5 separate regions of the Mus musculus genome follow, and all the other regions are linked to region 2. The links are chromatin contacts, called in public ChIA-PET, HiChIP or PLAC-seq and promoter capture Hi-C maps. All regions are on one chromosome and are shown on one strand. The core of a region is the stretch at or near the end of the contact, and the rest is flanking DNA. Distances in the headings are between cores, read along the strand shown. Region 1 overlaps Acbd6 (acyl-Coenzyme A binding domain containing 6). Region 2 holds the start of Cep350 (centrosomal protein 350). Region 3 overlaps Axdnd1 (axonemal dynein light chain domain containing 1). Region 4 holds the start of Tdrd5 (tudor domain containing 5). Region 5 holds the start of Soat1 (sterol O-acyltransferase 1).

Region 1 (5,260 bases), core at 582-3,081, 390 kb before region 2:
CATGGATTGAATATTACAGTTTCATAATTTTAACCATGTTAAGTGCAAAAATGACTAAGGGCATATGTACCTGTACTGTATAAACATATTGGTATGGACATCACTTAAATGTAAATCAAAAGTTTGAAAGTGAGTTAGCAGGCGGATGTAGGATCTCGGGGTTGGTGGCGGTGCTTCCCTTTTCTGCATGTGCACGCATGTGCATATATGTGAGCATGTGCATATGCATGTGCATATATGTGAGCGTGTGCATATGCATGTACATATATGTGAGCATGTTTAATCTTCCGTATTCTTACTACTTGCTACACATCATTCCATATTCGCTATTACAGAGATGGGAGTTTGATATAATTGTTAAGAAATAAGGCATTTAAAAACCTGTAGCAGCAAAGTTGTATCTCTGTTACTAATGCTGCATTCTAAATACCTCTCTGACCACTACTTAAAAGTTTTAAAACTGTTTTGAAATTTTCTTTAAGTGTTTCAGTTCTTAACGTTTGGGAGTCTTTAAACTTGGTATCTAAATCTATTATAAATCTATTCGGGGAAGATTTGAGGTGAATTCCTTTCCTGTACCTGTCTCCTGTCAGATTTGACTCAACATTTTATAAACTGAGAGACTGAATACTTTAAATGTCTAATGTTTATACCCAACTAGTTAAGTCATTTTTATTACTTTTAATCTTGGGTTTTTTTTTTTGTACATTTAAAAAAATATTCAGTGAGCATTTCTCTTGTATGTGTTTTATCTGTTGAACTTTGTGTTGTTGTTTTCTCTGGTATTCTGCTGGATTTCTTTACTTCTAACTACTACAGTTTGTCTGTTTTTTAAATATATTCTTATTTGTGATGTAAAATTGAGGGTAGCTATGTTAAACTTACCTTTGGGAATTAATTCATTTAAGATTTATTGAGCCTCTTCAGGCTGTATTAGTATAAACTAATGCTGGAATCCCCTTGAAATCTTACAATAATGATGTAAGATATAGTTATGATATATAGTTACTCGTAACTATATATCATCTTCTGAATTTTTGTTTTGTTTCATTTTTGTTTTTATTTTTTTAGAGACAGGATCTCACTATGTAGCTCTGGCTGTCTTGGAGATCATGATATAGACCAGACAGGCCTCAAACTCCCAGATCTACCTCCTGCCTCCCACGAGAAAGGACTAAAGAAAGGCATTTGCCTTTATCACTGGCTATCTTCTAAAAATGTTAAGGAATTTATGTGCTTTCTAATGTGATTTTCCCAGTAAACTCGAGATTCCAAATTACTCAGTTTTTAGTATCTTCTACCATTTCTGCTGATTAGTGTAGAATCAGCAAATCATACAACTCCTACATTGTCATTGTCTTATGACTTTTTAAAGCTGATTAGTTTTTATGATTCTTTTGGAGGTTAATATCCTCCCTCTCCTTCGCCCTTGCCCTCCCCCACCATGTTTGTAGTGGTTTCCATGGAGAATTTAAAGTGAGGAAATTTCTTTCTCGACCAACACCTGACCTCTTCTGCTTGATCAGGGCTTTGGTTCATGTTGACAGGGTGCGTCAGCCGAGCATGTCCCAGCCATGAAGCTGTTGTTTCTGCTTCCCTCTGTCTGTCAGTAATGCTATGCTCCTTTTTCTCTGTAATCTAGTTTTCCACCTAGTGTCATTGATGCACACACTCACCTTTAAATGTGAAATGATGAGAGCGTTAACATTTGGTCCCAGATGATGCCCGCAGAGCATCCCATAAAGGATGGTGATGCTGTTTAAGGTGGACAACAGTGTCGTGGAGTTTCGTGGGTCAACACCTGCTCTGTGAGTTTAAATTGCAGCATGTCAGAAATGACATCAGTAGATGCATAGCTTTAGTAGCTGGGAATGTAAATGTTTGAGTTTACAGATGTGCACACATACATGTGTGAGAGAGGTGTTTGTGAGGAAATACACTGGTACAAACCTCTGAGAGTCAGAAACGTGTCTAGAACAATTTGTTGTTATCAACAACACTTGCTTGGATAGTATCTGAAGTCTTTTTATTTGTTATCCTGTGCCCAGTGGAAGAGTCAAGTGCCAGTTTTCTTCTGTCTTTAAATTGACCAAGTTACTTGAAATATCAACCACAGAGGGAACAGAACGGAGATACAGGTTGCCAGTTTCTACTTGTTTAATTGATAAGTTCTGAACTTGTAACAAGTTCTGAAATTTGGAGACTGAAGACTGTACTTCTGTTCAGACAACACTTTTTTTCTGAGACTTGGTTATACTGTATAGCCCATGTCAGCCTTGAACCCACGATCCTCCTGCCCAGGTCACAGGGCTGCAGATGTGCACCACAACACTCAGCTTCAAATAGTACTTTTAAGAAATTGATTTAGTTTGACAGTTAAGTATTTTTATCCAGTTTGACACAGTGGTATTTGGTTTAAATACCATTTAATCATATCTTGTAAAACAAAATCAATTCAAGTGCATGTATTCTTTTAAATATACTTTATAGTGTGATAAAATGTGGATTAGCTCTTGTTTGTATGAAAAAAATGAGAAAAAAAAAGTGCTTGTTTCTTTAGGCCTTTAAAAAATATTACTTGAGTGTCTTGTTAGTGATGTAAATACAGATTCATTGGAGCCTTGGATCTTCCAGGCATTTGAGGTGTTGTAGAGTGTGCGTGTGTGTGTGTGTGTGTGTGTGTGCATACCTAAGCTTAAGTGTGTGCTGTTTTACAGATCTCCCTCATTTCATGCAGAGCCTGTTAAATAGCTCACATCATTGCTATTCTAAGTCATGCTTCTGCCGTCAAACATTTGAAAAGTGATTGACTTTTGCCCATAGCTTCATAATTTATAAGAAAACATAAAATGAAAAGACTAGACCAAGATGATTTTGGTACATGTCTATAATCTTAATCCAGTGGCGCTTACAGAAGGAATCTGTTTAGGACAGAGCAGCCGCTGACTGACTCATCAGCTGGAACTTGATATGTTAACTTCTTTTCAGGTTTCAGTTGTGGGATTTTTTTTTTCTTACTTAATTTGTAGGGGTTGGGTGTCTTTGATTTTATGTCTGTTGAGAAATTTATGGCCAAGTACTTTATTTATGACATTATAGTCTGAGCTTAGGCAATTGATTGAAATACAATATAGGGAAATTTAGTATGCATTTTTAAAAGCTCAAATTGGGAAAGTGAGCCAATATGGATTTGCTTTAGAGCAAGAAGGAAAAAGCATAATAGGTTAATTTCTTTATATTTCTGTTACTGTTTATTGCTAAAGTCTGGCTTCCAGTATTGACACATTTGCTATTGGAGGTTAGCTGTGCATTGTCATGTTGTAAAGTTGAGATAAGAGATTATAACTTATCAAAATTAGATATATAGAAAACAGTCTATAAACTGTAGGTACAATTCAAATATAAAGTAGAGACAAAATTTTATTAATAAATAAGCGAGATTCAGTGCTACTGTTGCTAGGACTTTAGTCATACTGTAGCACTCAGTGGTCATTTTAAATAAATGACCAAGGTGAAATTACAGAAAAAATTATTGAGAGGCAAAACTATTATCTTTCCTTTCTGTGGCTGTTCAGTAGCAAACTTTGATTCTTACAAAATCTAAGTCATATTTCTTTAGAATTTGGAAAATAGTTTTTCTCCAGAGTGATTAGATCAGTTGAGTGAATTAGGTTTTATTAACCAAGTTGATAATAAACGCATTTCTTGTTTTTTCAATATTGTTGCAGACTTAGGTTTAAAATAGTGTCAGAACATTGTTTTTAGATACACTGTATAGTGTCCTTTTTCTGGGACAATGCAGTTCTATTTCACAGTGAATATGGACTGAGACTTTCTGGTATTTGACACAATGCTTAGTTTTAAGAATTTATTTGTATTTTAAATTATGAGGAGTGGTGGTATGTGCATGTGAGTTGAAGTGCCATGGAGACTAGAGGTGGAAGACCCTTCTGGAGATGAAGTTCCAGGAGATTGGGGAACACCAGATATGGGTATTGCTCACTGAGGTCATAGCAGTGTACACGCCTAACCACTGAACCATCTCTCCAGTCCCCAGTGTTTGAGAATAAGAACATTGCTACTTTATAGTTCTGCAGTTCAAGCTTTAATATGCTGGTTAGACTTTTACTTCAGAGAATGGCCAAGACAGAATGGGGAGAATAAGGTGAGTAGACTGAGCGGTAGGTCCGATCCGGAAATTGAATCTAAAAGAACAGTCAGGGGCTGGAGAGGTGGCTCAGTGGTTAAGAGCACTTCCAAAGGTCCTGAGTTCAATTCCCAGCAACTACATAGTGGCTCACAACCATCTGTAATGGGATCTGATGCCCTCTTCTGGTGTGTCTGAAGATAGCAACATTGTACTCATATACATAAAATAAATCTTAAAAAAAAAAAGGGAACAGTCAGGTTGGTTCTTGAAAAGGGAAAAAACAATAGAAAAAAAAAGAGATGATGTTGTTACAGGTACAGGGTAGTATAAATACATGTAGTCTGAATTTCCCAGTGCCCATCAGAGTATGGACACAAGCTTTTGTGTTGATCAAGGTGGTTGTCTGTGGTCAGAATCGTATGTGATAAAAGAAGCGTGACACAGTCACTAAGCAGTACTCGTGGAGTGGCTCCTGGAAGTCCTGGCAAGCAGGTGATGTTCTGTAAACAGCGAAACAGTATTCTATTTGAAGTCGCCGACCTTAGGGCAGCTGTGTGAGTGCAGTTTCCTTACATGCTAATGTTTTCCTGACCTTGCAAAATTCGATTCTAGAACCTGGGGATAAGTTAGTTGTCATGTCTTTGCCATGTCTTCTTTTGCTACATCTAAGGGCAAAACAACTATCTTTATGGTGTGGAATTCAAGCTGACTGGTCGCCTTAAATGTCTGATTTATAGGCAGCCGTAAGTAATTTTAGGAAGTAGGACAGAACTGAGTGTGGCAGATTCTTGCTGTTAATTGTCTTGTCTGTGATAGGAAAGTGAGGAGAAAGCACACCTGGAGTTTATAGGAAACAACAAGTGGTGGAAGCACAACAAGATGTGAACAAAGCAGTGCTTGCTGCTTCTCTCTGCCAGGTTGCATTAGAAAGCTGTTGGCAGAGCAAGTAGTAGAAGGGACGGGCAGGACCTGCTAGGACGCACTTCTTTCTACCTCTTTAACCTGCCTGCACTCACCTCCTTTGGTGTGAGGGCTAGCTTCACCAGGACTGCCTGTGACTCACACCTTCAGTCTCAGAAGACAAGGACAGGAGGTATTCTGAGGCTGAAG
Region 2 (5,452 bases), core at 4-2,503:
GGGAGCAGGTTAACATGGCAACACTAACGACTTCTCCAATTTCAAAACAAGAAACACCAGCAAAACAATTAAGTAGAGTACATGGATACCGACCACTATTCCTAAGGGCCTATTTTTTCCCCCCAAATGAAACATTTGTTACAACATCAAAAAATCCATTTAAAAAAAAATCTATACCTATTTGCAAGTTCCGAACTTGAAAACTAAAACCCTGGCAAATTTCTGCCTGTATCTGTGACATTAACTAAATATGATTTAGCATATTAGTCTGAATTTAAAAGAGGGGGGAGGGGAGGGAAAGTGACAACTTCCAACGTGTAAGGCTTGTTAAATGTCACCCCCTCTCCACCCAATCATGTGTGAATAAGCCGGTGGACTCCATTCAACAACTGCTGCTGGACTGGAGGTGATCAAAGTTTTCCCCATACTGCACTTTGAGAATATTACACCCAGGAAAAGGAACAGAAACTGTTCCTGACACTGGAGCTAGTGCCCCGGAATTTCCCAAAATATGCTCGATCTCCAAACGAAGAAGGGACACTTCGGAGACCAAAGGTGAGAGGTGGCTTAACTCTATGCAGACAAGAGGAGGGGCGAGGGTGCTGAGGGCGACACTGGCAGGTAAGCAAAGAAATCTTGTCTTCCGTGGGCACCAGTAGGTCCGGGAGCCCAGGTCTCAGGATGACCCTCCAGGAAAAGTCTCGGGACCCAAGGAGGGTCCCCGGGGGGGACGTCAGGCAGTGCCAGGGGGGCCCCGCCCCGCCTCTCTGGCCACCTCGGGGACCTGGGACCGCGGACAGAGACATCCGAGGCGGAGCAGGCTCCGCCAGGTCTCCCCGCAGCTCACCTGAGAGTGTCGCCTCCGCCCTCGGCTCCCACGGTGCATCCCGCGGGGCCTGGCGGAGGGTGCAGTGACGCCGCCCCGACCGGCCCCAGGGCTGCCCGGCCTGGCCTCCCCGCTCCGGGGACGCACCGGGTGCCCGCCTCGCCCCGGCTCCCGGGATCCGCCGGGCGGCAGGCAAGGAAGGAGAGGCGCAGAGGCGGCCTTCCTCTGCCCCGCCGCGAGCCCCCTCCCGAGCTGCGGCTCTCCGCAGTCCTCTCAGGCGCAGGTCCGGCCCCGCTCCCCCGCCCCGGGAGTCACTTCGGCAGCGGCGGCCCAGTCGCCATTACAGCTCAACAACTGACACGGAGGAGGAGCGGCGCCGGCGGCAGTGGCGGTGGCGGCGGCGCGAGGCAGGGCGGGAGCAGTCAGGGAGGGAGAGGGCGGGGGGGGGGGGAGAGAGACTCGCCAAACCTCGCGAGAACTGTCCGGAGACGGTTCCGCAGGAATGCAACCCTGGGTGAAGGCCAGCCATGTTGAGTGTGGCCGACGGAGGAGCGCGATCGGACCCGAGGCTAGAGGATGCGGGGAAGCCATCTTTGGTGTGGCGCTTTGGGAGCTCGGCGGGACTCGGGAGGAGCCAGAGTCTATCCGCAGAGGAGACCACCCCCTTCCCTTTGACGCTAATTGGGCCTTCTGGCTGAGCGGGTCACCCCCGAGCCAAAACACGCTGAGGACTTGACAAGGGTGACCCAGGGATCCGGGACCCGGCAGACGATTCAGAAGGAATCGTCACTCTAGGCGGATCGGAGTAACCGCAGCTTTGCGGCTGCTCGCTGCTGTCACTGCGGCCCTCTCATTGGCCAGGGGTTTACAGTTCTGTTCAGCACGCACACTGATGGCTTAAGCTCTTTCCAAAACAAGCAAAAACTACGTTTCCTTTCCCTTCGGTGTTGTGGTTTGAGAAGCCCTCTGGGGTCAACATATTTTCTCTTAGCTTTGTCTTTGTCACCAGCCTCCGCTTGGTGAATTTTATCGTCTGTCAAGACTGTAAAGGACAGCTTTTCTGCGAATAATGCCTGACACCTTCCGCTAGGTGCTCACTGCAGCTAAGCTCTCCACCTTCTGGGCTCCGATAGTTACTTTGCCTCGAAATTATTTCTCATCTAAAGTACCATGGGTGTCTTAAAGTCTCCTTTTTCTATGTATACCCAGTAGGGCCTGGCACAGTAACTACAACACTGTAGATGTTCAATAAATGTTCGCTACCTTGACCATATCAATAAAAGCAGACGACAATAACTGATCCTCCCCATAAGACAGCCGCGCCTCAGCAGGAACTACGTGAATGTACAAAAGTCCTGCACATATGTCAATGTATACACCCTCCCTGAGAACAGCACTTCAGCAAAGAATGAGAGTTGTGGAGATCCCGAGTACGCAAGCAGTAGCAAGAAAAAGATTTGAAAGGTGGAACTGCGGCAGGGAAATGGATTAGCAGGTAAAGGGAATTGCCACCACGCCTGGCGATCTTAGTTTGATCCCCGGACCCAGAATGGTGGACCAAGAGAGCAGATTCCTCTAAGGTGTCCTCTGATCTGCATTGCGTGCAGGTGCATGAGAAGACATGTATGATTACATACATACATACATACATACATGTAATAAAAAGAAAAGTGAAATTTACCTTTTCTCCAGCCTAGTTATTTTAAAGAACGTATCCAATCCCCTTATTGAGTTATGATTACTTTTTAATAGTGGGTTCTGAAACACTATCTGCCCAATATTATAGCACCAATCAATGGGAAATAATCTCCTTTACTCTAAAGCTAACATAGTTTCCCACCTCCTACGTTACCTCGTGATCAACAGAAAGGCAATGAGGTTTTTGTTATGGTGTCAGCATTGCTCTCTGCTATCAGCCTGAACTCCTGTTTTCATCAAATTTCCAGCATTGGTTCTCAACTGCGCTCTCTCTCTCTCTCTCTCTCTCTCTCACTCTCTCTCTCTCTCTCTCTCTCTCTCTCTCTCTCTCTCTCTCTCTCAGAAGATCCTGCAGGTTGGCATGGAACTCACAGTCTTCCTGAGTGCTAGGATCACAGACCTGCACCACCATGCCTAGATACTAGATAATCTCTCTTCTTTTTGACACTCTGTGATTTCTTTTTACTCCCTCAAGAATATTGGCTTTCAAGTGTATCATAGTCTGTTCGTTTCCCTCACAGTTTTATGAAAGTAGCCACATTCCTCCAGTGCAAATGATTAAATCAGTACGTTCAGAGGGTGCCTCAAGTTTTATCCCTACCCTGCCTCCAGCTGCCAAGATAAGATTAGTGGAAACTTCTCACTTCCTGCTGGCAAAGCTTTTCTCTCTCCATCTCCCTGAAGATGGTACAATAAAGTAGAAAATGCTCTCAACACTTGTGTGTCCTCTGAGCCCTCCAGACCCTCCACTTAATGCCTATGAATCCAAGCTAATGTATCTATTCAATAGGATTGTCTTGAAAAGCCAGGCATAGTGACACATGCCAGTAAGCCCAACCTGGAAGGCTGAGACGGGAGAATTGCCATGAGTTTGGGTGTTTATACATTGCAGTTGTTCTATCTGCAAACTCCACAATGCTGTTCATTGGACAGATGACAAAGTATCCTCTTAGAGTTTTGTGGGTTGATCATGTTTCATTGCGACATCTGTCATCTTCATGGTACACCAAGATCATAAGATCATGAACTCTGTAATCACAAAGGTCTGGATTTGGAGCCTGGTGGAGCTATGTATTCGTCGTATAATTTTGGTCTACATATTTGTCCTAGTCAGGGTTTCTATTGCTGTGAAGGAACACCATTACCAAAGCAACTTGGGGAGGAAAGGGTTTATTTGACTTACACTTCCACGTCACTATTCATCCACTGAAGGAAGTCAGGACAGGAACTGAAACAGGGCAGGAACCTGAAGGCAGGAGCTGATGCAGAGGCATGGAAGGGTACTGCTTACTGGCTTGCTCACAATGGCTCGCTCAGCTTGCTTTCTTATAGAACAGTGGTTCTCAGTCTATGGATTGTGACTCCTTTGGGGGTCACATATCAGATAGTCTACATATTACATATTTACATTACAATTCATTACAGTTATGAAGTAACAAAGAAATAATTTTATGATGGGGAGGGGGGTCACAACACCATGAGGAACTTTACTAAAAGGTCCCAGCGTTAGGAAGGTTGAGAACCTGTGCTATGTAAGGACAGGGAAGAAGGAGGCCATGTGCTCTTTGTCTGCTTGCTCTTGCCGTGCAAGCAAGTTCCTTTCTTCACTGGAATTGGAGCCTACTTCTTTGGAATTCTATTGTTTATAGAAGACAAACTGAGACATCCAGCCTGACTGAGCAGCTTCTGAATTCTTGAGCTTTCTGTTCATAGTCTACAGTTGTTGGATTTGTTGGACCATAGCCTGTAAGTGGTTCATATATATTTAATGTGTGTGTGTATACATACACACATATACATATAAAGATATTCATTCTATAAGTTCTGCTGCTCTAGAGAACCCTGACTGAATCTTATTGAAGAATTTTCTCAGTTGAGTTTCCCTCCTTTCAGATAACTTTATCTTATGTTCAGTTGACATAAAATTAGCTAGGACAGCATTTTATTTTATTTTTAAATGCTTTATTGAAAATATTTGAATAGGCAATCAATAAGTTTAAGCAGTTGATCTCTCTTGAACTAAAATTTGAATGAATTTGATATATTCTTTCTTGAACATGATATACCTGACGTTAATTCTAGACAATAAATTGACAAGTGGAGAGACATATCTATAATAATGTAATGAGTTGTTGACTCTTTGTATTAATTGTACAAAATGATGCATGAGAATTGTCTAGGGATGTTGCTAAGAACATGTCAATCTTGGAAACCAAACCCAATCTGTAATCATCACCTATTCTTTTCTTGTGTGTGTGTTGGGGATGGGGAGTTGTTGAGGCAGAGTCTCATGTAGCTGAGGCCAGCCTTGAACCTCCGATCCTCCTAACTCTACTTCCCAAGTACTAGAATTTCAGGTATGTGCTACCATGCTTGGCTACCTTTAACCTATTATTATTATTACTTTTAATATTACTATTATAATGTTGCTTGTTAGTGTGTTGAGGCAGGACATGCACACACAACAGGATGACTTTGTGGAGTCCATTCTCTTCCATCTCCCTTGACATGGCTTTTGGAGATTCAATTCAGGTTGCTAAGCTTATGTGGTAAGTGCCTTCACCAGCATAGCCTTATTAACACCCCCTAGGTACATTTTCAGCAATAAACTTGACCAATTGAAATAATAAATTCCATTCCGTTTTAATCAAAACAGAGAAGTACATTTACTGATTCCTTTGCTTGGTTTGTCCTTTTTCTAGATTTAACCTTTTTATTTACTCTTGTGCTTTTCTTTTTTAAAATTTTATTTATTTTTAGAATTGAGGACCCACATATAAACCCACAGTCACCAGATTGTTTTTAAAGGCCAGCAATATACATTGAAGAAAAGACAGTATCTTCAATAAATGGTGCTGGCCAAGTTGGGTAGCCACACATGGAAGAATGAAACTAAATCCTCTTCTCTCACTCTCCAAAAAACTCAAC
Region 3 (5,357 bases), core at 263-2,762, 430 kb after region 2:
GAGCACAGACATGCAGTAAACAAATATGTGTAATAATACAAAGCATAAGTAAATGTAGTCACATTAGTGACCTGGGTCGTTTGCATTCAAATATGTCACGTGCAGAGGTCATAACAGAAAAACAGTAAGTAGTATTGCACACATTTTAAAATTTTTATTAGATAGAAACACCCAAAGCATGAAAGAGGGCACCGCAGAAGGAGGACTAACAGAACAAAGCCAAATGGCACGTGTATGAAAACATCCTAATGAGCATGGGATGCTAGCACACACCTTTAGTCTCAGCACCCAAGAGACACAGACAGGTGGATCCTTGCCTGAGGCCAGCCAAAGCTACAAAGTGAGTGAGTCTCTCTCTCTCTCTCTCTCTTTCTTTCTCTCTCTCTCTCTCTCTCTCTCTATATATATATATATATATATATACACACACACACACACACACATACACATATACAGAAAAGAAGAAAAATTAAGAAAAGAAAATGTCATGTTGAAATTTAATAAAAGAAAGGTTTTCCTTTGCTCACAGAAAGTGTGTGTGAAGTCTTTGTGAAGCTGGCCATGTGAATGCTGTGTCTATGTCAAGGAAAAGCAGGCATTTTATATCCTCCCTCTCTTTTTATGTAAATATATACAATTATACACAATTCTACATCTACTACATTCTTACTTAGGCAAGGTAGGTATGCCTTTAATCTCAGAACTTGGGAGGCAGAAGCAGGCAGACCTGTGTGAGTTCAAGACCAGCCTGGTCTACACAGTAAGCTCCAGGTTAGCAAAAGCTAGGCAATAAGACCATATCTCAAAAAATATTTCATTACTTTATTGTTGGTTGGGATGTGTATTTCTGGGAGGGGTGTGTAAATATAGGCACAGATAGATATACCACAGCGCTCATTTGGCAGTTGGAGGGCAATTTGGGGAAGTTGGGATTAGGGATGGAGCCAAGAGTGAGAGAAAGAGTGCCAGTTTATCAGGTTATACGGGTGTTTATTCATAAACAACAATAAAACAAATAGAAAGTGAAATGGGATTGCATTCATTCACACACTCACTTCACTCTCCTCCGGTCTGGCATATGTCGTAGCCTGGCTCTGATGGCTGCGCAGGCAAGGCCCTCGGCATTTCATGCTGTGCTTTGGAGCTTCTGGACACACCAGCCCCAAGAAGGTAATAATAGGAACCAGAGCATATACCCCACAGGAACTTAATGAAATTAGAAAAAAATTATGCCCAAAATGGCATGAAGGATGCATATGCTACATAGTGAAACTGTGGGAGAAGGGAGCAGATATAATAATGTTACCAGATCAAGAGATGTTGGGAACCGTCTCCTAGGAGAAAGGGGCTATCAACTCTGCAGCCATCTCCCGCCCTTTACTTGCAGGCTGGTATTTTTCCACCCTGCCAAGAGACTTGTTTCCTAGCATGCGGTTTTTGCAAGCAGCCCACCACAGCTGAGCACACTCTGATAACATCTCATTCTTTTCAGACATTTCCTGGACTTGCAGTTTAGTGCCCCCAGCTGCTAGTCACTTGTGGTTTAGTGTCTCCAGCTGCACTCATAAGGCTTAGCTTATGCTTATGTGCCCTTAATTGTTTTTCAATAAATGGGACTTGACCAGCAACCTGTCTTGCCTCCATTCTTCAAGTCTCTTGCCCCTTCCATACCACTCTCTCTCTCTTGCAGACCCCGTTGACTGATCTGCCGGCCAGGTCAAAGAGATGCACAAAATTAGAAATGTCATGGGAAAATCCCACCGTATCAGAAGCTCTGGAACATGAGTTAGACAGCTCCAGGGGAGATACACATTCACTGCTTGATTGGATAGCTGCAGCTTGGAGATAGGCATTCCCCTTCTTAGATGTAACTCAGTTGGAGGCCTCAGCAAAATGGAATCGTTTACAGAAAGCAATTCAGTTAGCAAGGAAATTAGGAGTACTCCACTTCAGCTACAACCAGGTTCCTGACCCACAGGCAGCACCTGTGGCCTCCCCCTGCCTTGAAGGAGGCTGATTCAGACCTTGCTGCTACTGAGAATGAGACCACCTGGGGTGGAGCCTTCTGACCTAGATGGCTTTATTTTTCTGTCACCTGCCGCTGCTCTTCTCCAAGAAGCACTACGCTGAGAGGCTGAACCTGTCTTCCTGAGATGTTCCTGAGATAGCCAACAACCTGTGGACTTGGCGACCTAATGCTAAAAGCTCTGACAGACTACTTAGCAACAAAGCATCAAGAAGCCTGGTGTGGCAGGAGATGGGCCTCCCCCCTTTATAAGCACAGACTCTTAGTAAACTTTGGGCCTTGATCAGAAATCTGTCTTGGTCTCGTTATTCCTCTCATACTCTCCCATACAGCTCTGGCCTCCCACTCAGGAGCCCAGTTAGTGTGGCCGCAGGCGGCTACACGCACCAAGGTTGGCCCAGTTTAGGAAAATCCGGTAAAGAAGCTCCACAACATCCAGGGATGACCCCAGCTGGACCACTGCAAGGATGCCAAGTGCGGCAGATGCCATGGACTTCTTAGAATCATGCAGAGAGTTAGACTCAGAGAAGGTTATACTAAAGTACCTACCCATTAAAGTAAGAAATATAATGGAGTAAAGAGACGGTTCAAATATAAATATATATATAAATATTTATATACATATTTATATATACATGTATGTGTATATGTCTATGTGTGTGCATATATATGTATATGTGTGTGGTGTGGTGTGTGTGTGTGTATATATATATATATATATATATATATATATATGTATATATATCCATTTGGAAGACAGAATACCAACCTCCCAGTTAGCTCAGGACCAAGCCAACCATGGAATCCCACCAGACTCTTGTTTGGACAAGCTCCTCACAGACCTTTTTTTTTTTTTTTAGGGCAGGGGGGACCCAATGGCCGGGGTCCCCCTCACCCAGGATTCAACAACCAAGGGCCGAGTGTAGGGGCAAGACCTATGAACAGGAGGCCACCCAGGAAAAACCTAAGAGTGTGAGGACATCCCTTTCAACCTCAGGGACACAATATCCAAATCCCAGAGTAGCTCTACCCATTATACTACCCAATAGCACCACCAAAGTGGTCAAATGGCTGTTGGACATGGGTAGTGAGATTAATGTATATACCCTGGATGAAGGACAGATCCTGAATACAGACAAGATTAAAGGCCACATAGAAGTAGAGGGAGTTGGAGGCAGAGTCAGAACCCCTATAACTAAATTAATTATGAATTAGATTTCGATTTGTACAGTGCCCCAGAAAACATCATACAACTACTCACAATACACAAATTATTTCCAAAATTTTTGAATTATAAAAGAATACCAAGCCAGGCGTGGTGGCGCACACCTTTAATCCCAGCACTCGGGAGGCAGAGTTAGGCAGATTTCTGAGTTCGATGCCAGCCTGGTCTACAAAGTGAGTTCCAGGATAGCCAGAGCTACACAGAGAAACCCTGTCTTGGAAAAAAAAAAAAAGAATACCAAAAATACTATTGGCCACAGTCAAAATTCCACAGGTAGAATTACCTAAAATACCACCCTCCTCCACATCACAATACCCAATAAAAGGTGGGATGGAGGAACTAAAGGACACCAAAGAGACATTATTAAAAGAAGCTATTATAGAACCAACACAAAGCTTTAACTACAACAGCCCCATTTGGCCAGTAAAGAAACCCAATGGCAAATGGAGAGTCACAGTAAATAGATTACAGGAATATAAATAACCTATCAGAGCAGATTCCTGGACAATTGCCAGATGTAGAAGATAGATTCCTGAGAATCAGGCAGGTGGCGCCCAAATGGTTTGCCACAGTAGACTTACACCCCAACTCCAGAGAAATCACCACATTCTCATGGGAAGGAAAACAATACCAATTTACTAGAGTTCCACAAGGATACAAAAACAGCCCAATTATAGCACACAGTGCACTGAGATGGGCTTTAGATTCATTCCACACACCAGGAGAACTAGCAATCTTTTCATATATAGATGACCTTCTTTTGATAGAAAATGATAAACAAGTACTACATAAAACAGTAGCAAACTTAATTGCACATCTAACAAATGAAGGATGGAACATTAATAAAGACAAAGTGAAGGGACCAGCAAAGGAAGTTAAATTCCTCGGAGTACACTGGTCGACTAGAGGACCATCCATCCCCCAAGAATTAACAAATTAAGAAACTTACCAAGACCTCAGAATGAGACAGAAACCCAACAGTTAATAGGTTTATTTGGGTATCGGAGGCAACATATACGATACCTGCAATTGTTGCTCCAACCATTATACAGCATAGTGAGAAAAGCATCTGACTTCACCTGGGGACCACCACAGGGAGAAGCAGTAAAAATGATGTTAGAATATAGAGAGCAATTTAGTAATTTAGTTTACATAAATGCAGATAACACAGTGATAATAGATAATCTCTTCATAAAGGGATATGCAGTTGGAATATATTTGTTAAACAACCACAGAATAAACCAATTGGCTTTTATTGCAAATGCTTCCCTTGGCCACACGCCAAGTATTCACTCTTTGAAAACCCAATATGGACTGCCTATGAAGCACTCTGCACATGCCATGCTATCCTAAGATGGAACCCGGTGGCACTCCGATCCATCATGCCCATTCTCGAATGGGTAAAGGCACCAGAAGAGGCATGGGCAGGGCTGAGGATGAAAGGAAAGGTATTCCAATGGAAATGGTACCTCTCAGAGTTCCTTCGAGGAGCAAACCTGACTGACTGCACAGGGGACGGTACTAATTGTGTCAGAGCACATATTGGCATCGAATAACAAAAGCCAGGTACCAATCACACTCTACACTTCCCCTCTCCAGAAACAGATACCCATAGGAACATGGTGGTCAGGTCAATACTCGCCCTCACTGGTTAATGCTTGGTTTACTGACAGCTCAGCCACCACTAAAAGCAACATGGTGTGCTGGAAAGCAGCAGCTTTCAGACCAGAAGATGGAATGGTACTAATAGAGGAAGGAAAGAGCAAATCAGCACAACAGGCAGAAGCAACAGCAGCCATATTGGCAGCATGCAAAAGTGATAGCAGCCCTATTGGCAGCCGGACAGTCCCATAAGGATGGAAAAGACACCTTTTTACAGACTCTTGATGTGTGGCCAACAGAATAGCAACTTGGTCAGGAAAATGGAAATTAACAGAATGGAAAATCAATGGAAAAGACTTATGGTCTAAAGAAGCTTGGATGGAGATGACTCAAATCAGTACAGACATAAGAATTAAGTCTATGTCATGTAGATGCCCACCAAAACAAATATAATAACTAAGCAGACAGGCTGGCAAGTATGGCGATAAAACTTGAGGCACATTA
Region 4 (5,213 bases), core at 1,857-4,356, 330 kb after region 2:
AACAATATGAACAAGAGTTCCCTGGGACTAAACCACCAACCAAAGAGCACACATGGTAGGACTCATGGCTCCAGCTGCATATGTAGCAGAGACTGGCCTAGTTGGTCATCAATGGGAGGAGAGGCCCTTGGTCCTGTGAAGGTTCTATGCCCCAGTATAGGGGAATGCCAGGGCCAGAAAGCAGGAGTGGGTGGGTTGAGCAGGGGGAGGGGGAAGGGATAGGGGGTTTTTGGAGGGGAAACAAGGAAAGGGGATAACATTTGAAATGCAAATAGAGAAAATATTTAATAATAAAATAAAATTAAAATAAAGCATATTTTTGGTATTTCTTTATGTTTGAACTTGGGTACCTTACCTGATTTAATTTTTCAGTGTGGTTCAGCCTTGAAGCCTCCACAGAATTAAACGTGGGTGTCTTCGCCATGCTCAGTACTTGTTTGGGGGGCTCCATATTTGAAATGGGTTGTGAAAAGTGTGCCTTCATTACTGGGAATCCTGTAGAATATGACCCCTGTTGTTTCATTCTAAATGGCTGAGTAAAAACTTTACCTTTTGTTAAGAAAGAAGAAAAAACAGTGAACAGCAGTTTCTCAGAGGTTTTATAGAAAAAGGCTACTGTATACTAACTGCCCTCAGTTTAGAAGGGGAAATGTATATATTCAATAAAACGTATATACTATGTAAGTGATTAGTCATTCATTAAAAAAAATATTAAGAAACCATGTTACTGAAAAGACTGTTGCTCTCTAAAACTCTATATAAGATCACCTGAGTATAACTGAAAAGTAGCAATTTATAGGAAAGACCTTAAAAACTGCATTTCATTTTAAAGACCAAAGAGTGCCCAACCAAGCAGTTTGCATAGAGATACACTTCTCATAGTAGATGTAAGGAAACGCAAGGGAGAAATACTCCAAGAGATGCAGTCCTAAAATGCATGTTCCATGGTACCCTGAAAATCAACACAGTCTAGTGTTTTAAACGTCCAGTTTACTAAATATACCAATTACTTCTGAGATATCGGAAGCTATGGGAAACGAGCCGGGGATGGGAAACATGACCGCCTGGGACTAGAAAACTCGTCACAGGGTTCATCCCTGGAGAAGACTGATCTTTCTCTCTGAAGTCATCAACTGCCCGAGGCTGTTCACCTTGGCGTAGATGGAGCCTTCTGAGATGTCCCCACCAGGCTGACGTGCAGGGTCTTGTTTAGGCAAGCACATTTTCAAGAGTTTGTGGGTGCGACACAATTATGAATGCTGACGAGCTTACCTGCTGGCCATCCTCTCTGCTTGTCCTCTGATACACTCTTTTTTAGTGTCAACAGAGAACCTGCTCTGGTCTGCTCTACAGAAATGACATCCGAAGCTGCATTCAGCACTTCAAACATAGAGAGGAATCCATACTGCATATACTGAAATGATCGTCCAAAACGCCTGGCAAATGCCTTTTCAAAGTCAGAAAGGAGAACGGGAGACAATGCCAAAAGGTCTTTCAACTCACTCTTCACTACAGCTGGAAGAATTGGGGGCACCCTTCCTCGGTAAGGCACCCGGCCAGAGCATATGCTGGGTCTTCCCTTTGGCATGGAGTTTCGGACCTTATGGCTCCTTCTCTGCTTTGCAACCAAACTTGCTATTCCTTTGGTGGATTCGTCTGGAATGGCTAAGAAGATATGGGGACAGTGGAGAAATCACTTTCAAGTAAAACACATACTCCATTTACCCTTTGTATCTACAATTACACCGGCAATTTTTAACTCTCCACAGAGCTGTGTATGTAGGTAGAGTAAGACAAAGCTGTTGGGTCCATCATTTCTGACATTCTGACCAATAAAAGCTTCCCAACTCCTCTACCAGCTGGAAGATGTTTTACTGCTAATCAGGGTCTGGAAGTGTCACTAATTTGTGCCTAGTGAAATTTAAAATGAGTGTTAGGAACTTAGGAATGGGGATTTGGGAAGCTGTTTTGGCTTTCCTTTGCTCTCACTTCCCCCAACAACCTCAAAGGTACCCATGACTATCACCCCAGTTAAAATCCTCCGCCCTGGGATACGGGATATTGTACTTAGTGGTACATCTTAACTGTAAAGGCTCATGTAGACCTTCCAAAGTCTTAAACCTACCTTTCAGTATTACGGTACCATCCCCACCGGGGCAGACACTAACCACATCGGGCATATCCAACACCAGTTCCATAGTGGACCGATATCCAAGGATTCGGAGCGGGAGATGGTTGCCAACCATCAAAAGGTACTCCTTTTCCAACTGTTGTGGAGTCAAACCATCCTTAGTGGAAATAAGAAGGGACCTTATCTCTTTCCTCAGACAGTCCTGTATACGCTCTTGTTCAGACATCGTGCTACAGGATTGAAGGGGGGGAAAATGCTCTTGAAAGTGGTTAAACCAGGACAGAACAAAACCCATAAGCAACCAAGCAAACAAACAAACCAGCCCTGGCTGTCCTGGAACTCACTCTGTAGACCAGGCTGGCCTCGAACTCAGAAATCCGCTGCCTCTGCCTCCAGAGTGCTGGGATTAAAGGCGTGCGCCACCACGCAAAAACCTTTTAACGACCAGCCATGTTATATAAAAACTCAGATGTGAGTTTTACAGGCGATAAGGCTTAAAGCAATACCCTAAGTGTTCCAAGGCTCCTGCAGCACAAGCTCTCTGGCCACACTCACTACAAACTCCAAAGCTCAGCTTGTAGGGATGAGCCCTCCCAATCCTCGCAGCTGGCTGGCATTAAGTCCCAACTGGGCCCGGCTAATAAGGAAGCTTAAAGGGTGATCTCAAGTTCCTTAGAGGGTGTCATTCCCCGCTGCTGCTCAGTATCAGATGGAATCTCTCAGCCGGTCTTTGGGAACCAAGGGTCGCGGTGCATGAGTGACCAGGAGAAGCGTGAGCGGATCGCAGACCGCCTGGTCGCCTCCATGGACTCGGGAAGGGTGGGGGTCCCGGGGTCCCTCCCTCCTTCAGCTGGTCCTCCCGTCTGCCCCGTGCTCTTCCCGTGATCTGAGTCATGCTGAGGACCGCGGTAGCGTATCCCTCTGCGGCCCGCCACTACCTGGCTGCGGCTCGCCCGCCTCGCTCCCTCGCACCCGCGCTGCCGTTGCGCGCCGCAGGTCCGGGACGCTCCGGGAGGGCCGCGGAGAAGCTGAGCCGGCGAGGGTCTCGCGCGCCTGCGCACTGCGGGCCGTCCGGTCCGGTGCGCCACGTTCCACGCGAGCGGGCGCGGCCGGTGTGACGGTTAGCGGAGACCTAGCGTGTGGGTGCGGGTGAGGCCGAGGACCGGCTCCCCCTCTGGGACGGCGCTACAACCCGCCGCATCTACCTCCTCCCGAAGCCGCGGGAAGACGCAGGTGCCGCTGGACCACCCTCCACCTGAGCCCTGCGGCGCCGCCCGGCCCCGCCCCGCCCCGCCCCCAGGCACCTGCGGGGGGCGGGGACCGCGGCGGAGGCACATGCGGATCCTGCGGATCCAGGACTAGTGCCCCCCACCCCGCCCCGCCCCGCCGGAAGCTCGCCTCGCCCCCGTAGGTCTGCGCTTATTTGGGGGAAAAAATTAAGAGCGAGTCTGATTCTTGAGAATTACTGCTGACCTTAAAGCGACTTTGACTCCTAGAAGAGAGGAATGGATGGATGGACGGACTTTTGGAATGAAGAACATCCCAGGAGCAATGGAAAGAAGAGAAGTGGGAGACTATGGAGGATAATTTCATTTGGATATGTTTGCTGGATTTGTAGAGTAAACTAGATTGACAGGAGTCCTCAAAAACTAGCAAGTAGAAATGCAGGATATGAATACCTTTCCCTTAACTGTATGCACTCTTAAATGGACAACCTAAAAGATACTCAAAGGATTCAACTTAAGAGGCCGGAAACTAGGTGGGGTGATGCACACCTGTTGAGCCTAGCTCTCTGGAGGTGGAGAGAGGAAAGCCCCAGCTGGAGACTGGCCGGTTGCATAAAGGGGGCGGGATCCCTAAGCCATTCTTGCCTAAAACCCGTAAGTGAATATTCCAAGAGAACAAAATGTACCATCAATGAATGAGGACTATTAAAGAATCCCTAAAAAACTAAAACTAGAAAGGATTTATATCTTCGGTTTATAGTAGAGCAGTTGTAGCTGATAAGTAGATTAACAGAACATCCTAAAATGAAAAATGGACCCAAATACTGCAGCATTTCAATGACAAGTTTTAGAAGGAACACGTCTTCATATTTTTAAGGGCCCATTGAGTCCTCGGAACTAACTAAAACAAAAATCCCTTCTTACACAAAGCCTAGGAGAAAAGGAATGGAGATTTTAGGTATGAACAGCTATCTCTAAAACAGTGTTAATTAGATTGCCATTGGAGTAAAACCTACCCAGATGAATCTTTTTCCATTGGCAAGCCAACATTAAGAGAGTGGAGTTAAAATGTTTTCAGGAAATAGCACACTGGATGACTCCCTTAAAAAGGATATCACCTCAGATTCTCATACCAATGATCTGCGGTAACAAATGTAACACACCTAGCACCAAGAAGTCTGTATAGGTTAACTATATTTTATTCCTACTGAGAAAGTTAACTTTTTCCTTTTTTGGAGCAAGTCTTATTACGTTGCTCAGGCTGTCGTCAAACTTGGAATTCTCCTGCCTCTACTATGGACAGATTACGGTGTGGGTCAAAATGCCTGGCTTTGATGCAGGCTGTAATAGAACAATCGATGAATAATATTCTAGTTTTATTTCTGTTGTTGCGATAAAAGATAAAGCACCCTGACAAAAAACAACCAGGGTAAAGGGGGCTTATTTTAGCTCACAATTCCATGTTACAATCAATCACTGGGGAAGTCAAGGAAGAAACCTTATGCAGCCTGTAACATCTGCAGCCCGGAGCAGAGAGAAAATACATGCATGCTTAGTGACCAACTCATTTTCTTCTCTCTTGCTTGACCCAGGGCTCAAACCCAGGGGGTGGTGACGTTCACATTCAGAATGGGTCATCCCAGTTTAACTCACCAAATTAGTAAAGTATCCCACAGGCCAACCTGATGTAGCCAATCCTTGAGATTCTCTTCCTACACAATTCTAGGTTGTATGGAGTTGACAAACCATAACATAATAAGAAACAAAGTTGGAACTTTAAGACCATTATTGGAGAGAGGGGATGAGGAGAGAGAGCATGCACAGTATAGTGTCGCTTCATTAAGGAATAGTATCCT
Region 5 (5,027 bases), core at 1,246-3,745, 500 kb after region 2:
GTGTGCCATCCCTACCCAGGGAGCTCCAATCACACACACACACACACAATAGTATTAAAATATACCACACTGATTAGACAAGAATGTAAGAAACCAATCTGTACAGGGAAGTTGTGTAATGTTCTGTGGTAAGCATCTTAACTTGACTCCAGAGGGCAAAAAGAAAGAATTAGAGAAACAAATGAATCGTGTCCCAAAGAAATGTCGACTTTAGCCTCCCGGCAGTTAACAAAGACTTCAAAAGAACCGATAAAGCCGTATCACAAATAAATACTGGGTACCTAGGCAGGTGAGTAACTGCTACACCACCCTGAGGTTTGGCAGAGAAGAAAAACCACTGTGGATAGAGTGTACAATCCAACCCTGAATCCGTGGTACACACCTAGAGTCCTAGCATTTGCGGGGTTGAGGCAGGAGAAGCAGTAATTCAAGATCATTCTCAACTACCCAGTGTTAGAACAGCCTGGGCTCCATGAGATCCTGCCCACAGAAAGAAGGGAAGGACAGGGGGAAGGGAGGGAGGGAGAGAGGGGAGGAAATTAACAGTCCAAAGCATAATGTGTACATTTTTAGGGGGTGTTTTGGTTTGGTTTGGGGGGGGGGTGGGAGAGGCTTTTGTAGGTTTTTTGGTTGGTTGGTTGGTTGGTTGGTTTGGTTTTTCAAGACAAGGTTTCTTCTCTGTATAGCCTGGCTGTCCTTGAACTCACCTGGCAACCCTACAACTTTTTCAAGAAGCTAACAGAACAGGGTCAATTAACAAGACTAAAGAATATGAGTACTTGAGCAAATTTTATATACATCTGAGTTTACTTTACTTACAAATGACTAAATATAACTAGTTATCCAACACGGCGGGGGGGGGACGGACACAATTCTAAGAGTCCTGTCTGACAAATGAAACTTCCATAGGAAACAGGCACTCACTCCTATGTTAAGGCCTAAAGTTAATGTTTTTTCTCAAAGTTCCTTTTTTGACACCCCCCCCACACTCTTATTTAGTTCTATTCCTGCAAGATACTGAGAAGACACAGAAAAGATAGACTAACCTCGTGAAATTCACTATAAAACAAAGCATCTATTTACTACAGATGATTCCTGCTGGTAAGGAGACTTCAGAATGCTAACAGGCTCAGACTGACCAGTGGCTCCCACCGGGAAGTGATCTTTGATTTGAGGAATGCTTAGGGGGCGGCGGAAGAAGGGGAATAAGGCCCCCGGGGAAAATGGTCCAGGAGATAAGAAGCAGCTTTCCAGGCACAAGGAAGGAGAGCTAGAGCCTGAAGAACCCGCCCAGCCTTTAAGATAGCAGGAGCTCAGGCGCCTAGAGCTGGGTCTGAGTCCTGAAAGAACGTGAAACCCCTGACCAGTTCCAAGCACGTGACAAGCTAAGCCGTGTGCTTCTCCACGTTTCCTCTCCTTACTCTTCACAGCATCAGAGCTCTTCGCAAGCCCCACTCCTGTGCCGCCTGAGCTGGCTTTTCAAAAAACCAAGTCATTTATATTTCCCAGTTGAAAGCAAACAAAAGAAAAAGAAGTATTCAAGTTGGATTCTGCATTCTTGAAGAAGGCAAGAAGTTTGGGGGGGCGGGGGAGACACAGTGGCAACTACTTAAGTATTACAGTGACCAAGGAGTTTTATATAAAATGCAGAGACTGGAGCTTACAACAATGTCTCCTCCCAAAAAACCGCTGAATATATATATTGCTTAAGTTACGTGTCTATTAGCACTTAAGATCAAAGACAGACACTTAATCCCCCCCCACCCCCCCGCTACTTAAAAACAGAATATGAGCTTGAAACAGGTTTTTCCCTGGCCCATATAGAGTCTGGTGCCTGGTAGTGCCATCTTTCCCTTCATATATATATACATTTCCTCCGCCCACATCAAAAAAAAAAAAAAAAGAAAATAAGAAAAAAAAAGAAAGAAAGAAAGAAAGAAAGCTGATTTCCTGAGCGGTTTTTTTTTTTTTTTAATGTCGCTTTTCAAAGAGTGCAATGACTTCTAATTCTCAACTTTCTTCACTACTGACTGGCTTGAGAGACGCCACATGATTCGGAGGGGACATCAAACCATCACTAATAATGAAAAGGCTGCCAGTCATCGGATGCATTGGATGGCTGCGGGTAACTTTCCCGCTCTCCCCTCCAAACTCAGCGGGACCCTCCCCAGGCAGCAGACAGCGTCCGGGTGGGACAGTCCGGCCCAGGCCAGGCCCGCAGAGCCGGAGCGGCGCCGCCACCGCAGTCCCCTTCTTCTCGGGCTCAGGGTGGACCTGGTCAGGAAAGGAGGAGGGGAGCGGAAGCTTGAGGTTACCTGCGAGCGGAGGGCAGCTGCGGCGGTCTAGGCGGTAGGCTGGGCGGCCGCAGGACGGTCGGAGACTAGGATGTCCCTTCGCCGGCCCGCTACGCCGCCAGCCGGGCTACGGAGGAAGATAAAGCGCAGGCCCCCACCCCCGTTCTCCGCCCCAACCTCCCAGCCCGCGGCTGCGTCACGCGCATCGCCCCGAGCTCCGGGATGCCATTGGTGGTCCTGCGGCGTCCGGCAACGCCCACTGCCACGCCCCCTCCCATATCTAGGGTACCCACTGGGCTTCTCTAGCTACCTGGCTTTCTGGCTCCACCCCAACTCTCCTCCAGTGTGGCTACGAGGAGGCCAAGTCAACTTCCTTAGAGTTTGAAAAGGCAGCCTGCGAGATGGGACAAGGCGGAGTCTGATACTGACCGTTAAGGAATAAGACAGAAGCAGTGGCAAAAAAACCTGTCATAAGTTGCTTTGTGGTCTAAATTCTACTTGACTCAGTCTGTCCTTCAACAACACACAACTTAGATAAGACAGAAGTGAGTCACTTGAAATTATGGGACAATCAAGTAATTTAAAAAGCATCCTTGGGAACTAAATAATCAAAAAAAAAAAAAAAAGATACAGATAGATTTAGGACATAGGTAAAGAAAGCAGATTAGGCCTTGGATTTCTCAAAAGCAAAGATGTGAATGAATTTAGGGTAAAGGTGGGTAAAAGAGAAAATTAAACAGACTGGAGAGATACTGTCGGCCTGCAAAACAGTGTCAGCTAAACTGGCTTCGTTAATCTTTCAGTCAGTCCCTAATCTGTCCAGCTGACCATTCCTTTCCTAGTCAAATACCCTAAACAATGCCTGAGGCTTGCATGAATTGCCTGCTCTGGAGATCTTTCACAAAAGGAGTTCCCCTGTTAGCCCATAGCAGGCAACACTGCTCGCCTTAGAGCAGCTGGGCTCTGCACAGGTGTGCCCAGTTTTTGCCCTCTCTGGGACAACTGTGTTTAATGGTTCTGTCAACAGTTTGGTGATAGCATTTGGAAGCACTCAACTGCCTTTGCTTCCACCTCCTCCTATCCCACCAGTTAGAACATTTGGGACTAAAAATTCACTTCTATTGGGACTCTTGGTAGAGACACTTGCCTATTCACTGTTCCATTTAGTCAGTTAAAAATAAAAATACAGAGCTGGTATACAGCTCCTGAGCTTGGTGATGCACATATTTAATCCCAGCAGCTGGGAGGCAGAGGCAGGTGGATCTCTGTGATTTGGAAGCCAGCCTGGTCCACATAGTGAGTTCCAAGACAGCCAGGGCTTTGCAAAGAGACCCTGTAGGTAAATAGGTAGGTAGGTAGGTAGGTAGGTAGGTAGGTAGGGTAGATAGAAAGGAAGAAAGAAAGAAAGAAAGAAAGAAAGAAAGAAAGAAAGAAAGAAAGAAAGAAAGAAAGAAAGAAAGAAAGGAAGGAAGGAAGGAAGGAAGGAAGATAGAAAGAAGATGAAGTAGGAAGAACAGAAGTTCAATTTTGCAGGCCGACAGTGTCTCTCCAGTCCGTTTAGCTTTCTCTTTCACCCACCTTTACCCTAAATTCACTCATATCTTTGCTTTTGAGAAGTCCAAGGCCTAAACTGCTTTATCTATGTCCTAAATCAATCCAAATCATCTTTTGATTATTTAGTCCCAAGGACACTTTTTAAATGACTTGAATGTCCCGTTACTTCAAGGCACGAGTCAAGGCACAACCATGAATTAAAACAGAAGCAGCCACCGGGAGAAAAATAAGACAATTGCAAGTAGTGATAAGTGTTAGGAAAAAAATAGAGAGTGGTCAGGAAAAGATGCGAAAGAATGCCATGATTAATTTTAAAGGTTTCCCAGGTTGTCATAAAAGAACACAGAGAGTTGGATGACATGAATTGCATATGATTAACCACTTACGTTTTGTAAAGACAGAGGAAAGGCTGATTTTTCTGAGGTAGTCTGAACTAAGACCCAAATAAGGAAGAATTAGCAATCCCAGCCACAGGCAGGAAGAACAGTGAGTGGGATGAGCCTGGTCCTGAAGGGCTCTGGCTGCTCTGAGGCGCAGGAGGCTGGAGCACACTTGGGGGGAGGGTAGAGCACACAGAGGTTGGAGCCTTGAGCAGGAGCCCAATCCTGCTGTTTGGATTCTTTTTCATAAGTTCAAAGGGAAGAAGATAAAGGGTTCCTGGGGGAGGAAGGGAATTAAACCAAGGCCTCACTGTGAAGCCCTCTAACTCATTCATCCACCTGCCTCAGCTGGTATTGAAGGGAGTGGGGGTGGGGGTGGAGAAACACCACAGCCAACCTGGGCTTTGTTGTTTTTGTGTATGTGTTTTCTTGTTTGTTTTCATCTATTTTTTTTCTTTTCTTTTTTTTTTTTTTTTTACCTATTTTATATAGAATATAGAGAAGGATCTCCACAGAACAGCAGAAGTGGAACAACAAGAAACAAGATAACAGAGATGTTCTTGGCTAAGCGTGCGGGGTAGGTCATAGTCGGGCCCTGGATTAGGGTGCTTGCTGTAGAAATCAAAGGTAAGAGAGTTGAGGGTATTTCCCTGAGGCGCAGAAGTGAAGAAACGTGAACTCGAGGTAACTACAGGTCACTTCTTTGAGCAACAGGTGGGTGTCGATATCATCTAGTATAAAGGTGAGGAGAGAAACTCCAGGGCCTCTGGCTAGAATCCAAGTGCCTTCCAAACTGGCC

Evidence for each region. Promoter capture Hi-C pulls out the DNA fragments that hold promoters and counts their contacts. ChIA-PET counts read pairs in DNA pulled down with a chosen protein or histone mark. HiChIP or PLAC-seq counts read pairs in DNA pulled down with a chosen protein or histone mark.
Region 1: a contact with region 2 is called in an H3K4me3 HiChIP or PLAC-seq map of the SCID.adh cell line, with 4 times the contacts expected there. The contact joins the enhancer-like site here to the promoter of Cep350 in region 2. A contact is called at or near these places in 15 of 39 promoter capture datasets (the 3T3-L1 cell line, 3T3-L1-derived adipocytes, the C10 cell line and 9 more), 3 of 484 Hi-C or Micro-C datasets (B cells, the P5424 cell line and uterus) and 6 of 115 datasets of contacts at active chromatin or transcription factors (the NIH/3T3 cell line, the SCID.adh cell line, astrocytes and 2 more).
Region 3: a contact with region 2 is called in an RNA polymerase II ChIA-PET map of memory CD8 T cells, with 6 read pairs. The contact joins the enhancer-like site here to the promoter of Cep350 in region 2. A contact is called at or near these places in 5 of 39 promoter capture datasets (embryonic stem cells, hematopoietic stem and progenitor cells, hippocampal neurons and 2 more), 1 of 484 Hi-C or Micro-C datasets (CD4 T cells) and 2 of 115 datasets of contacts at active chromatin or transcription factors (double positive thymocytes and memory CD8 T cells).
Region 4: a promoter capture Hi-C map of stem cell-derived epiblast-like cells shows a contact between it and region 2, with 2.2 times the contacts expected there. The contact joins the promoter of Tdrd5 here to the promoter of Cep350 in region 2. A contact is called at or near these places in 1 of 39 promoter capture datasets (stem cell-derived epiblast-like cells) and 1 of 115 datasets of contacts at active chromatin or transcription factors (embryonic stem cells).
Region 5: a contact with region 2 is called in an HNF4G HiChIP or PLAC-seq map of pancreatic cancer cells. The contact joins the promoter of Soat1 here to the promoter of Cep350 in region 2. A contact is called at or near these places in 2 of 484 Hi-C or Micro-C datasets (both in embryonic stem cells) and 3 of 115 datasets of contacts at active chromatin or transcription factors (embryonic stem cells, memory CD8 T cells and pancreatic cancer cells).

Annotation. Positions count from the first base shown.
Region 1 is chr1:155,578,995-155,584,254 of GRCm38.p6, forward strand. The region is part of intron 3 of Acbd6 (acyl-Coenzyme A binding domain containing 6); the gene reads left to right. Among named protein-coding and RNA genes, the nearest start is that of Acbd6, 24 kb to the left of the region's middle. Within about 2 kb of position 1,832, at least 2 of the 459 cell types and tissues checked have an H3K27ac peak or open chromatin away from gene starts, as enhancers often do. A contact at or near this core is called in the SCID.adh cell line, where this site is marked.
Region 2 is chr1:155,972,002-155,977,453 of GRCm38.p6, forward strand. Cep350 (centrosomal protein 350) reads right to left here and starts at 1,254. Exons shown (of 38, transcript NM_001039184.1): 1 at 848-1,254.
Region 3 is chr1:156,406,714-156,412,070 of GRCm38.p6, forward strand. All of the region lies in intron 4 of Axdnd1 (axonemal dynein light chain domain containing 1), which reads right to left. Among named protein-coding and RNA genes, the nearest start is that of Axdnd1, 12 kb to the right of the region's middle. Within about 2 kb of position 1,513, at least 43 of the 459 cell types and tissues checked have an H3K27ac peak or open chromatin away from gene starts, as enhancers often do. A contact at or near this core is called in double positive thymocytes and memory CD8 T cells, where this site is marked.
Region 4 is chr1:156,300,242-156,305,454 of GRCm38.p6, forward strand. Tdrd5 (tudor domain containing 5) reads right to left here and starts at 3,107. Exons shown (of 18, transcript NM_001134741.1): 1 at 3,070-3,107; 2 at 2,126-2,361; 3 at 1,273-1,665; 4 at 356-549. The coding sequence starts at 2,357.
Region 5 is chr1:156,471,833-156,476,859 of GRCm38.p6, forward strand. It overlaps Soat1 (sterol O-acyltransferase 1), which reads right to left and starts at 2,496. Exons shown (of 16, transcript NM_009230.3): 1 at 2,316-2,496. Gm39682 (a long non-coding RNA gene) reads left to right here and starts at 4,727. Exons shown (of 4, transcript XR_865657.1): 1 at 4,727-4,805.